Regions from separate parts of the Bombyx mori genome. Here region 2 is linked to region 1. A link is a contact called in public Hi-C data. All regions are on one chromosome and are shown on one strand. The core of a region is the stretch at or near the end of the contact, and the rest is flanking DNA. Distances in the headings are between cores, read along the strand shown. Region 1 overlaps LOC101737390 (heparan-sulfate 6-O-sulfotransferase 2). Region 2 overlaps LOC101737390 (heparan-sulfate 6-O-sulfotransferase 2).

Region 1 (5,277 bases), core at 1,862-4,361:
CGGAGCGCCCAGAGATACTTTTATTTCTATTTAGTTTGTTATCAACAGATGTCGCTGCACGTATTCGACAAATCCTGAATCGTGGTGACGAGATGTTACACAGTTGATAAACGTTCTCATATTTCTCTTGCTAAATCATATTTACCTGGCGGAGGGATACCGTGAGCATGCAGGCGGTTCCCCCAGGGTGAGGCTGCTCCATTGCACTGCGGAGTGGTTGAGCTTTGCGATTATTTTTATTTTTTATATGTTTCACTTCTACCGTGTGTGACTTGCACACACACACTTTTTTTATTGTAATTATCGATATATATATATATGTATATAGAAAACTTTATAGCTTTCTTGGTCACGTTTTTGAACGTACGCTTCATTCGTTTTTCGAACATAAATCGTTACAGAAGAAAGAAACGATTATTGAAGACGCACGTCAGTTGACACGTTCAGTTGAACGTGAAAGAAAATAATACCCAACGGAATTGTAGAGGAGAAAGTTCATGAACGTGGACAAATAATTTTAACGTTTTCGTTTCAAACTCACGAAACAATTATGGTTGTAAAAATAGATAAAGTGAATCGAATATGGCTTCACGCCAGAATGAAAAAATAAATGTTTCCCGGAGTCATTCCGGTTTTCGACACTTGCATATGTCGCAGTTTACAAGTTCAACGTAATGATGATATTATGAGATTTTGTCACAATATCTACCTATATATTAATACGTGAAGCAAAAACTTTGTATCCCTTTTTGCGAAAATTGCGCAGACGGAGGAAGGAGTATGAAATTTTCCTCACTTATAGAGAATATAGAGAAGAAGTACACAATGCTAATATATTTTTAAAATAATGCATAAAAGATACATTAAATCAATAAAGAAAACATTACACACACTACAGACCATGTATTTGACGCACACACGCATGCATACTATTTTACTGTGAAACTTTTGTTCTTGACGTCTGTTGTAAAATTGAGAATACATTAAATACACTGAAATTAAATATTATTTGTCTTTGTTAATATTTTTTATAGTGTAGTCTTGGCGAAATTTGTGATTATAGAAGTATAAAATAGAATCATAATAGTGTACAAACTTATAATTCCAATTAATTATAGTCGAATTTCGACTACTGCGGGACCACTAGTTACAAATAATACGTGAATAGCCCGAAGATCTGGATCAACGGATATACTTTAGTTCTCTGTGTCTTTCTAATATCGTACTCCCTCGAGGTTATTGCTTGAAATAATTTCATGATTTATTTTCCTCGGAGCGAACTTTTCTATTAAGTGTTGTAACCCCTGTGTTTGTCTATAGGTACCGCGCTTGCAAAGTTTTTATTATATTTATTGTTATCGCTCAGAGGGCTTCAGCGAGCTCAAGGTCCCCGTAAACGGCAGGCATTATTACTTCGCGGCAGAAATAGGCAAATCCCAGAAATTATACTATTTATAATTTTTTCAGGTTATTTCCTTACACATTATTTTGTTTCTTCATATACAAATCAAATACGTATTACATTTAAAAAAAATTAAACCTACCTGCGGTTCGAACATCGGCCTATGCGATTATCAAGCGATGTGACTATTCACATGGCTTGATAATAGCACCTTCACTGAGAGTTCTGTCCTTTAAGCCACGACGACTTCATACATTACTATTTTCCATGGAAAAGTTTCCCTAGTGTCCCGACAAACTACATGCTAATTTTAAAACTTTTAAAAAGCTCCGTACAATGTTTCCTTGACTCATCGCTTCGTCATAACAAGAGTCAGATATTTTACTAAGAATTTATATTCTTTATATAGCCTACCGAAAATGGTTATACTATAGACTGGCCTAGACTGCCATTTTATTTAATGTTCGCGTTGACTTTTTTTATTGCCCTTGTAGACAGACGAGCACACGGCCCACCTGATGGTGAGTGGTTACCGTCGCCCATGGACTTCAGCAATGCCAGGGGCAGAGCCAAGCCGCTGTCTACCGCAAACAAAACTTATATAATACCTATTTTATAATTATATATACAAAAATTATATAATACCTATAAAACAAACATTATCTTGATTCGAAGACTTATAGTGTCGTCGCCGAATCGATTGTAATATACCAATATACCGAACGTTTTCCTACTTCGATCATATAATCGATTTGTTATGCATCAGTTAAGTAATTAGTATAATGGGATTGGCATCGATGTATGTACGTATGTTTATGTTTATAGTTCTACATGTGCGTATCATAAAATACTAATAACCCGTTATAACGATAATTAATATCGATTTTACGGATAAACATTACGGAGTGGAACTAGCAGACAGAAATTATAATAAACAAAATATCTATACGTAATTGTTTTAGTTCGCGATTACAATGGAATGTGTTGTAACGCTAATTATATGTTTTTTAGGACATGTTACATGAAAGGAGTTCTGATCATCGTGTGCAGTAGTGAATATATATTATTTTTTATTTATTTGTATTGCATAGATGGCTGGACGAGCTCACAGCCCACCTGATGTTAAGTGGTTACCGTAGCCCATAGACATCTGCAACGTAAATGCCGCCACCCACCTTGAGATATGAGTCCTAAGGTCTTAATATAGTTACAACGGCTGCCCCACCCTTCAAATCGAAACGCGTTGCTGCTTCACGGCAGAAATAGGCGGGGTGGTGGTACCTACCTGTGCTGACTCACAAGAGGTCCTACCACCAGTATGCGATACCAGATATTGTAAGTTTTTTATATGCAGTTTTTTCATTTTTTTGTTTTCTTTCTCTTAATTTAATATTAGTTAACGATATTTTTATCTTAAGCACAAACGTTCTTAAGCAAGATGTTTTCACACCTAAAAGGGTGAATTTTTATAATGTATTATTTTATGTAAATGAATTCAATGTTTAAGTGTGCAGATTTTATCCAGTTGTGTGAACCTAATAAAAAAAAATAAAAAAATGCCTATATTGAATGTAGTCAAAATAACATAATTAAATCCATAACAATAAATTAATTTGATTCGGTGTAATGAACACAGCGATGAATATGTATGTGGCTAACGAAAGTGCACGCTAGTTCCGCGGTACGTACGTTGTATATCTGCGCGTTCACGCTTCGATTGGCTTGTCGGTTGGTTGTCTTTCGGCTCGGTTCGTGTACCACGTGTCGCGGCCGTGCTGTTTGGATTTATTTTCTACAACCGTGAAATATGTGGCGTACGATTTCCACTTTTGTTATTTTGTTCAGCACATCGATAGTTGTGGAACAAAATGGCATACCTATAAGCGCGGACAAAGCTATTCTCCGTGACCCATATACGGCGACCGTCCTCTTATGTAATGCGGTGGTCTACAAACCTTTTGCGGGGATCGAGCTATTTTCAGGTTTTCTAGTGCTGCATTTTGTCTCTTGAGTCTGAGCTGTGAAATAAAACACATTTGTGTTTTGTGTACTCTGTTGTAAATTTCAAAATGTCGAATGCAACAGTAAAAATGCGTTGAAACAAATTGATTTGCTAAATTACACTTTAGGCACTCGTTAGATTATTGGAATAGTAAGCTCGTAGAATCTACCGAATGGTGCCTGACAGACGTCTAAGTCGTGCCTAAGTCGTCGTGGCCTAAAAGGATAAGACGTCCGGTGCATTCGTGTTGAGCGATGCACCGGTGTTCGAATCCCGCAGGCGCCTAGGCGGGTACCAATTTTTCTAATGAAATACGTACTCAACAAACGTTCACGATTGACTTCCACGGTGAAGGAATAACATCGTGTAATAAAAATCAAATCCGCAAAATTATAATTTGCGTAATTACTGGTGGTAGAACCTCTTGTGAGTCCGCGCGGGTAGGTACCACCGCCTTGCCTATTTCTGCCGTGAAGCAGTAATGCGTTTCGGTTTGAAAGGTAGGGCAGCCGTTGTAACTATACTGAGACCTTAGAACTTATATCTTCAGGTGGGTGGCGCATTTACGTTGTAGATGACTATGGGCTCCAGTAACCACTTAACACCAGGTGGGCTGTGAGCTCGTCCACCCATATAAGCAATAAAAATAAATAAATAAAAAGACGAAAGAAATGATGTCTCGTTATCTTCGTGCGAGTACTAATGAACTTGTTTGTCTTCAGGTGCGGTCTTCACGCTGATTTCACGGAGCTGACGGCGTGCGTAGGCGGAGAACTGGACCGACACGAGGGCTCAGCCGTCCACCGGAGGTACTTCTACATAACACTGCTGAGGGAGCCAGTTGCTAGGTAATTATAGAATCTGCTTTTTTTCCCTCAATAGTGATAAAATGTTATTTTTGTCATAAAAATACTGTTTTATGATATACTAGCTTTTGCCCGCGACTCCGTCCGCGTGGAATAGTTACTTTGGAATAACGCTAAATTTTACTCCCCACTTCATTTACGTAAAAAGTGAAAATATTTTTGAAGAATGTTAAGGAGCTATTTAAACCCTTATTTTGAAACATTCTTTATTGGTTCTTCACTTGTTTTGGTCTTACCATGATGTTATATAGCCTTCCTCAATTAATGGGCTATCTAACACTGAAAGAATTTTTAAAATCGGACACTGAAGGAATTTTTAAAATCGGACCAGTAGTTTCTTAGATTAGCGCGTTCAAACAAACAATCTCTTCAGCTTTATAATATTAGTATAGATAGAAATGTCTTAGAAGACATATTTTCTGGCGTATTGTGACTCATGTCTAAGAAAGAAATTTACTGCAGTCTTATAATCTACTTTAAACTTAAAGTTCTTGTGTCTATTTAAATGAACTTGCCACAAAAGAGCCGATGACAAATTATTTACTCAGAGCAAAATTATTCATCTGGATTCGTAACCTGACATTTTGATGCTATATTCTCTCGTGAAAATGGCCGGTCCAACCCTATTACATCCTCCCTACTTCACTGTCAACGAATGTCACATTTTATATCAGTCCACTTAATTTGTTGAAATACTCTCTAAATCGCTCGTGAAATTGATATTTGGCACGATACAGGACGCACCGGCTTCAGCTATTACACCTGGCTATATTAAAAAGGCAAAGAGTTTGTTTGCGTTGTTAAGTGAATAGAAAAATCTCAATTTATCACAATTCCTTCAGTTTCGTTTCGTGTTGATATGGCATATATGGCGTATGGCATAGAATATCTATATGGCATAGAAAGCTATTAATCAGGAATTTTATAAATTAGTACATATGTACTCTGAATAGCTACTTCTTGCCTCGGCTAATTGAAGCCAATGACCTGCTACTACCACTGTTCCC
Region 2 (5,277 bases), core at 1,687-4,186, 58 kb before region 1:
AAAACTGCAATGGGTGGTTTTATCGCTAAAAACGTGGGCAAGAATCATATAGGGTATAGAAATGAATCGCTATGTACTTACCGACTGACTGAAAAAAACAAATATATATACATAAATAAAACATTTTACATAAACACTAATATACCAAAAATATATATAACAGTAATATTAAATAAATAGCCTTGAGAGGCTATATCAGCGTTACCCTAGCGTGTAGGTGAGCTTTCGGGATTCAAACCGGAGGTGTTTCTAACACTGGTCCTAGCAAGAGCAGTGCTTTGCAGAATCTACCACTAGATCGGAAACGCGAGTCGCGACCCACTGAGAAGATCCGGCGAGAAACTCAGTGGGCTGTGTCTGTGGGTTAATTTATTCGCCGAGCCCTTCGGTCGGTGACTGGTGGTTGAGGCACCTAAAAGCACCGTTAATGGATCGGGAGGATCCGTAATGACGTATCTAAGGCGACGAGAGTTCATTATGAACCAAGTGATGCTACAAATGCAATCTATACATTCTTTATATGCTTCCTGCACATCCCGGCTTCACGATCTACATTGGGTGAAGTTACCAGATTCCATGATATCAAAACGTGCTAGGGTGGGTAACTTGAGTTCCGACATCGAAGTTATCAAAGTCTTCATATTATTGTAGTGACGGTTGTCTTATACTGCAAGTCGAAATGATTTTTTCGTGCTTGTCGCTAGAAATATGGTGGTGGGAACTACCCCTGCGGGCTCAAATCACCGATGCCCTACTTCCAGTAATTATGGAATTAATAATTCGTGCGGGCATTTTATTAGACGGTGTTGTTCGTTTATCATGAACGTATTAGGCCCGTATTATTTATCAATTTGAAAGTATCTGATATTAAGTTGGTTCTGAAGTTACGAATGAAATCATTGAGAAATGTTTTACTACTTCTCGATTTTCCGTTTTCGTAGACCCAGAAATAAGGTTTAGAAGATTAATGTGTTTTTTATTCACAATTATAAATATTTAATCTATCATTCGCTAATAATCATTCAAATCTACTCAAATGTTCTTCTGTGATGACCAAAAAGAAAACATAAACCAAAAGGAAAATTAATCTATCTAATCGTATTATTTTTCTGTAAATCGTTAATATACTATACAAACACACTTCTGTTAGGAATTTTAAATAATGTTATTACAAGATAACTTCTATGAAATAAAAAAATCTATAAAAAAAGACTTTCAATTTTATTTTCTTCAAAAATACATCCCGTTGTACTTTTTTAAACCAATTTTACATCATGTCATGTCATGTCATGATTTGACTATCGAAGAGGCTTTGTGTCGAGTTTCTATAATTAGGATATTAACGTTCACCTATTAAATGTCAGTTATTGGTTAAAAAAAATAAAAATGCTTTTATTTCAGGCAACTTAAGCCCGTAAAATTTGTCATACAATTACTTACATAATATTTAAATAAAAATAAAATAAAATCAAATGAAAGAGAATTAAAATTATTAAAATTAAAATTGTCAACTACTAATATAAAATAAAAATTAAATAAAGGAACTAATACAATAAAGAATGAAATAATGTTAACTGAGTAGACCATAGACTAGTACCATAGACATAGGTAAGAAATTTCCGCACCCCTATCGATCGAGATGACTACCTTCACTTATTACTGTATAGATGTACTATCTATTCGGAATGTGTAGTTGAGCTTTTTAGATCTCACAGAAAAATAGACAATCTGGCTTAGGACCTTTTGTTACTTTTCTAATTCCCTATTTCCTAATTATTTGTTCATTGTAGTACCTGCATCTTATTTTCCTTCCTATTTCTTCGTCCTCCTTCCTCTGACTACCGCCAAACTAGCTGCCTTCCATACTAGTCTAACCATACAACATTCATTAAAAGAGGTACAAAAGCAATGGGATGGCGTAATATTCAACCAAAAAGCTATACCTCCTGATTGAATGATAGGTTAATATGTATCTGTTTTTTTGTAAAGTTGTTGTAGGCACTTCAGCGAAGTTTTCTGTACTTGTACCCTCCACGTTGTAGACGTGATCTGCAAGTCATTTCAAAAATTTGGCTGTGTATCACATATTCAACATTAATCAGTATGCTACGTGTTTCTGTTTCACTAGTTATAAATTATACAAGTCAATATACCCATTCATTGCGAAAAGACATGCCGTGGCGTTCGTCTATCGTTGGCGGATGGTGGAAATCGGAAACCTCGGCGCTATTAAAATAAATTCTAAATGTAGGTGGTGCCATGTCAAATTCATTACTAGTACGAATTACTTAGAATCTATATATTAATACGCGAAGCAAAAACTTTGTATCCCTTTTTACGAAAATTGCGTGGACGGAGGAGTATGAAATTTTCCACACTTATACAGAATATAGAGAAGAAGTGCACAATGCTAATATTTTTTTAAAATAATACATAAAAGATACATTAAATCGATAAAGAAAACATTACACACACTACATACCATGTCTTTGACGCACACACGCATGCATACTATTTATTTTGTTCTTGACGTCTGTTGTCAAATTGAGTATTGATTAAATATTGTTTGTCTTTGTTAATGTTTTTTATAGTGTAGTCTTGGCGAAATTTCTGATTATAGAACTATAAAATACAATCATAATAGTGTACAAACTTACAATTCTAATTAATTATAGTCGAATTTCGACTACTGCGGGACCTCTAGTAATATAGTAACTGCGTAATAACTAAAATTATGTAAGCGATTCTGTTGCTTTAAATTGTAGATTAGCTCTATGAATTTTACTCTCTCAGTGAAACAATAAATTAAAAAGACATTCTTCATCGCACACAAGTTTTTTTAATTAATTCAGTTCGTAGAATCCTGCAGGCGGGGCCAAGGTAACTCGAAATTCAAGTGTCAGTACTCGTTATGGGCATACGATCGCTTAGCGTTGGTGAGACAAGGAGTTGTGGTTCTTCGCACGCCGCACGCGTCCACGGCCTATGCCCAGTAATGGAGTGGTGTTTGAGCCTGTCGGGTCGGATCGATCGTTAACTGAATCGGTAATAAATAGACAGGATAACACTTGGCCAGGAACGCCTACAGCCCGGCCCACTGACCAAATGCCTAACGGATAAATACCGCAATAACTCACGACAATCTAGTGATCAGTTGACTTAGGTTTATTCAAGTTAAACAAGAAATCATATTTGTGCACTCAATATTCGTTCAGGGAATATAGGGAATGACAACCGAGATGGTTGTAATTTTTACTGATGGTAGGACCTCTTGTGAGTCCGCAGGCGTAGGTACCACCACCTCGCCTATTTCTGCCGTGAAGCAGTAATGCGTTTCAGTTCGAAGGGTGGGGCAGCCGTTGTAACTATACTGAGACCTTAGAACTTAAGCCTTCGTCAAACAGAACGCGTACTTAGCGCCGCCTACTTAACGTCGCGCTCTTTTCATGTTACACAAATTGACTAGATGAGTCTAACGCTCCTTGACGCAACGCATTCGCCAAATCATAGTGCCCTCGATAGCAGTGTGAAAATTTAAAAGTATTAAGAAATCGAGTGATTCAGATGTGGCATTGTATAAGTATGGGTATTTTCTAACTATTTATATCATTTTTTCGGGCATTATCTAGTATTTTAATACACATTCACTCGGACGGTAAAATAAAATTTGTAAAAAATTACAACGCCTGACGCCAAAGCGTCCTAACGCCGCGACAAAGCGCTGCGTACTTATAGCGCTGGGGCTCTGTTTGACGGTATGTTATATACTATAGTAGTACAACACATCTCGGCGTCATAGCGCGGCGTTAGTTTAGCACTCTGACGCGCGCTAATTACGCGTTCTGTTTGACGAAGGCTTTATATCTCAAGGTGAGTGGCGCACGTAGTGATGGTAGTAGGTGGCGTACGTTATAGATGTCTATGGGCTTCAGTAAACACCAGGTGAGCTGCGAGCTCGTCCATCCATCTAAGCAACAACAAAAAAAATGTGAAATGATTTTAGATGAAATTAAAAACACACAAAGACGTAGCCAAAACTTCAAACTCTTGGACCAACGCATGCGAATATCCCATTAATTCATTTGTTTAGTCGAAACAAACTTTATTAGAAGGTTTTGTAAAATACCTACTTAACCCATATTCAAAACTGGGTAGGCTGTTTCCGCGAAACGGAATAGAAAGGCCCGATAATAACATTAAGATAAACATAAGGATAATTAAGAGAGTAGTAATCCCTCCACAAAGTGAGCAATTAGGACGCGTTGTGGTTTTTGTCATGTTGCTCGTGTCAACATAGGAAATTCGAAACTTTGTGTTAGGGCGTGTAATAAGCGCCAGATATTATGTACGGTGTGTTGTAGGTTGGCTTGAATCATGAATATCTTCGGGCGACGTATTGCTTTGCGCACAGTTAAGGATTTGATTAACAGGGTCGATAAGTGCCGCCTTTGAAAATTATATTATACAATGGAATTTGTATTGTAGGTGTTTGGGTACATCAACACAAATGTTGTTATTCATAATATTTTGTAACACATTAGTAGTAAATTCGTGGAATGTAACTATGTAACTATACTTGAGACCTTAGAACTTATATCTCAAGGTGGGTGGCGCATTTACGTCGTAAATGTCTATGGGCTCCAGTAACCACTTAACACCAGGTGGGCTGTGAGCTCGTCTACTCATCTAGCAATAAAAAAAAATGTAATTTGATAATGTAAACATACATTAATTGTTATGCAGTTTTAGAATTCCGTTGTAAGATGGTTAATTTAGTGTGGAAATCAGTATTTTTGTTATACGGCGAGTAATTTTGTCTTAAAATCTGTATATTAGTGGTTTCAGCTAGGTTTTCGTTGTTAATTAGATAAATAAAGACCATCTAATTTTGATTAATTATAGTTTTTTTAATAAAATATGTTTAGGTCATCAAATAGTTAATTTGTTATGCAGTCATTTATCTGATATGTAGTGGATTATTAGTCGGGAGATTTAGTTTGCTTGAATTTTAAATAGAGGACCAATTAAAAATTCCCCTTATTCTATCTAACATTTTTTACTTATGTTTACTTCTCCTGAGTACAGGAGTTAGGCAGCGGCTTAGCTCTGCCCCTGGCATTGCTGAAGTCCAAGTCCATGGTAACCACTCACCATCAGGTGGGCCGTATGCTCGTCAGCCTAAAAGGGCAATAAAAAAAAATTGTAGACGTTAAAATTCCAAATTTAATAATTTTGGGAAATAGTGTACTTGAATAACATATTGACGGATTCGCAATC

What was found. A called contact is a pair of places that touch in the nucleus more often than the background predicts.
Region 2: a Hi-C map of whole pupa shows a contact between it and region 1, with 1.7 times the contacts expected there. The contact joins two enhancer-like sites. A contact is called at or near these places in 3 of 7 Hi-C or Micro-C datasets (midgut, posterior silk gland and whole pupa).

The regions. Positions count from the first base shown.
Region 1 is chr15:12,098,000-12,103,276 of ASM3026992v2, reverse strand. It overlaps LOC101737390 (heparan-sulfate 6-O-sulfotransferase 2), which reads left to right. Exons shown (of 9, transcript XM_004924553.5): 4 at 4,127-4,252. Among protein-coding and RNA genes, the nearest start is that of LOC134200260, 51 kb to the right of the region's middle. Within about 2 kb of position 3,111, at least 6 of the 8 cell types and tissues checked have open chromatin away from gene starts, as enhancers often do.
Region 2 is chr15:12,155,395-12,160,671 of ASM3026992v2, reverse strand. All of the region lies in intron 1 of LOC101737390 (heparan-sulfate 6-O-sulfotransferase 2), which reads left to right. Among protein-coding and RNA genes, the nearest start is that of LOC101737390, 7.6 kb to the left of the region's middle. Within about 2 kb of position 2,936, at least 3 of the 8 cell types and tissues checked have open chromatin away from gene starts, as enhancers often do.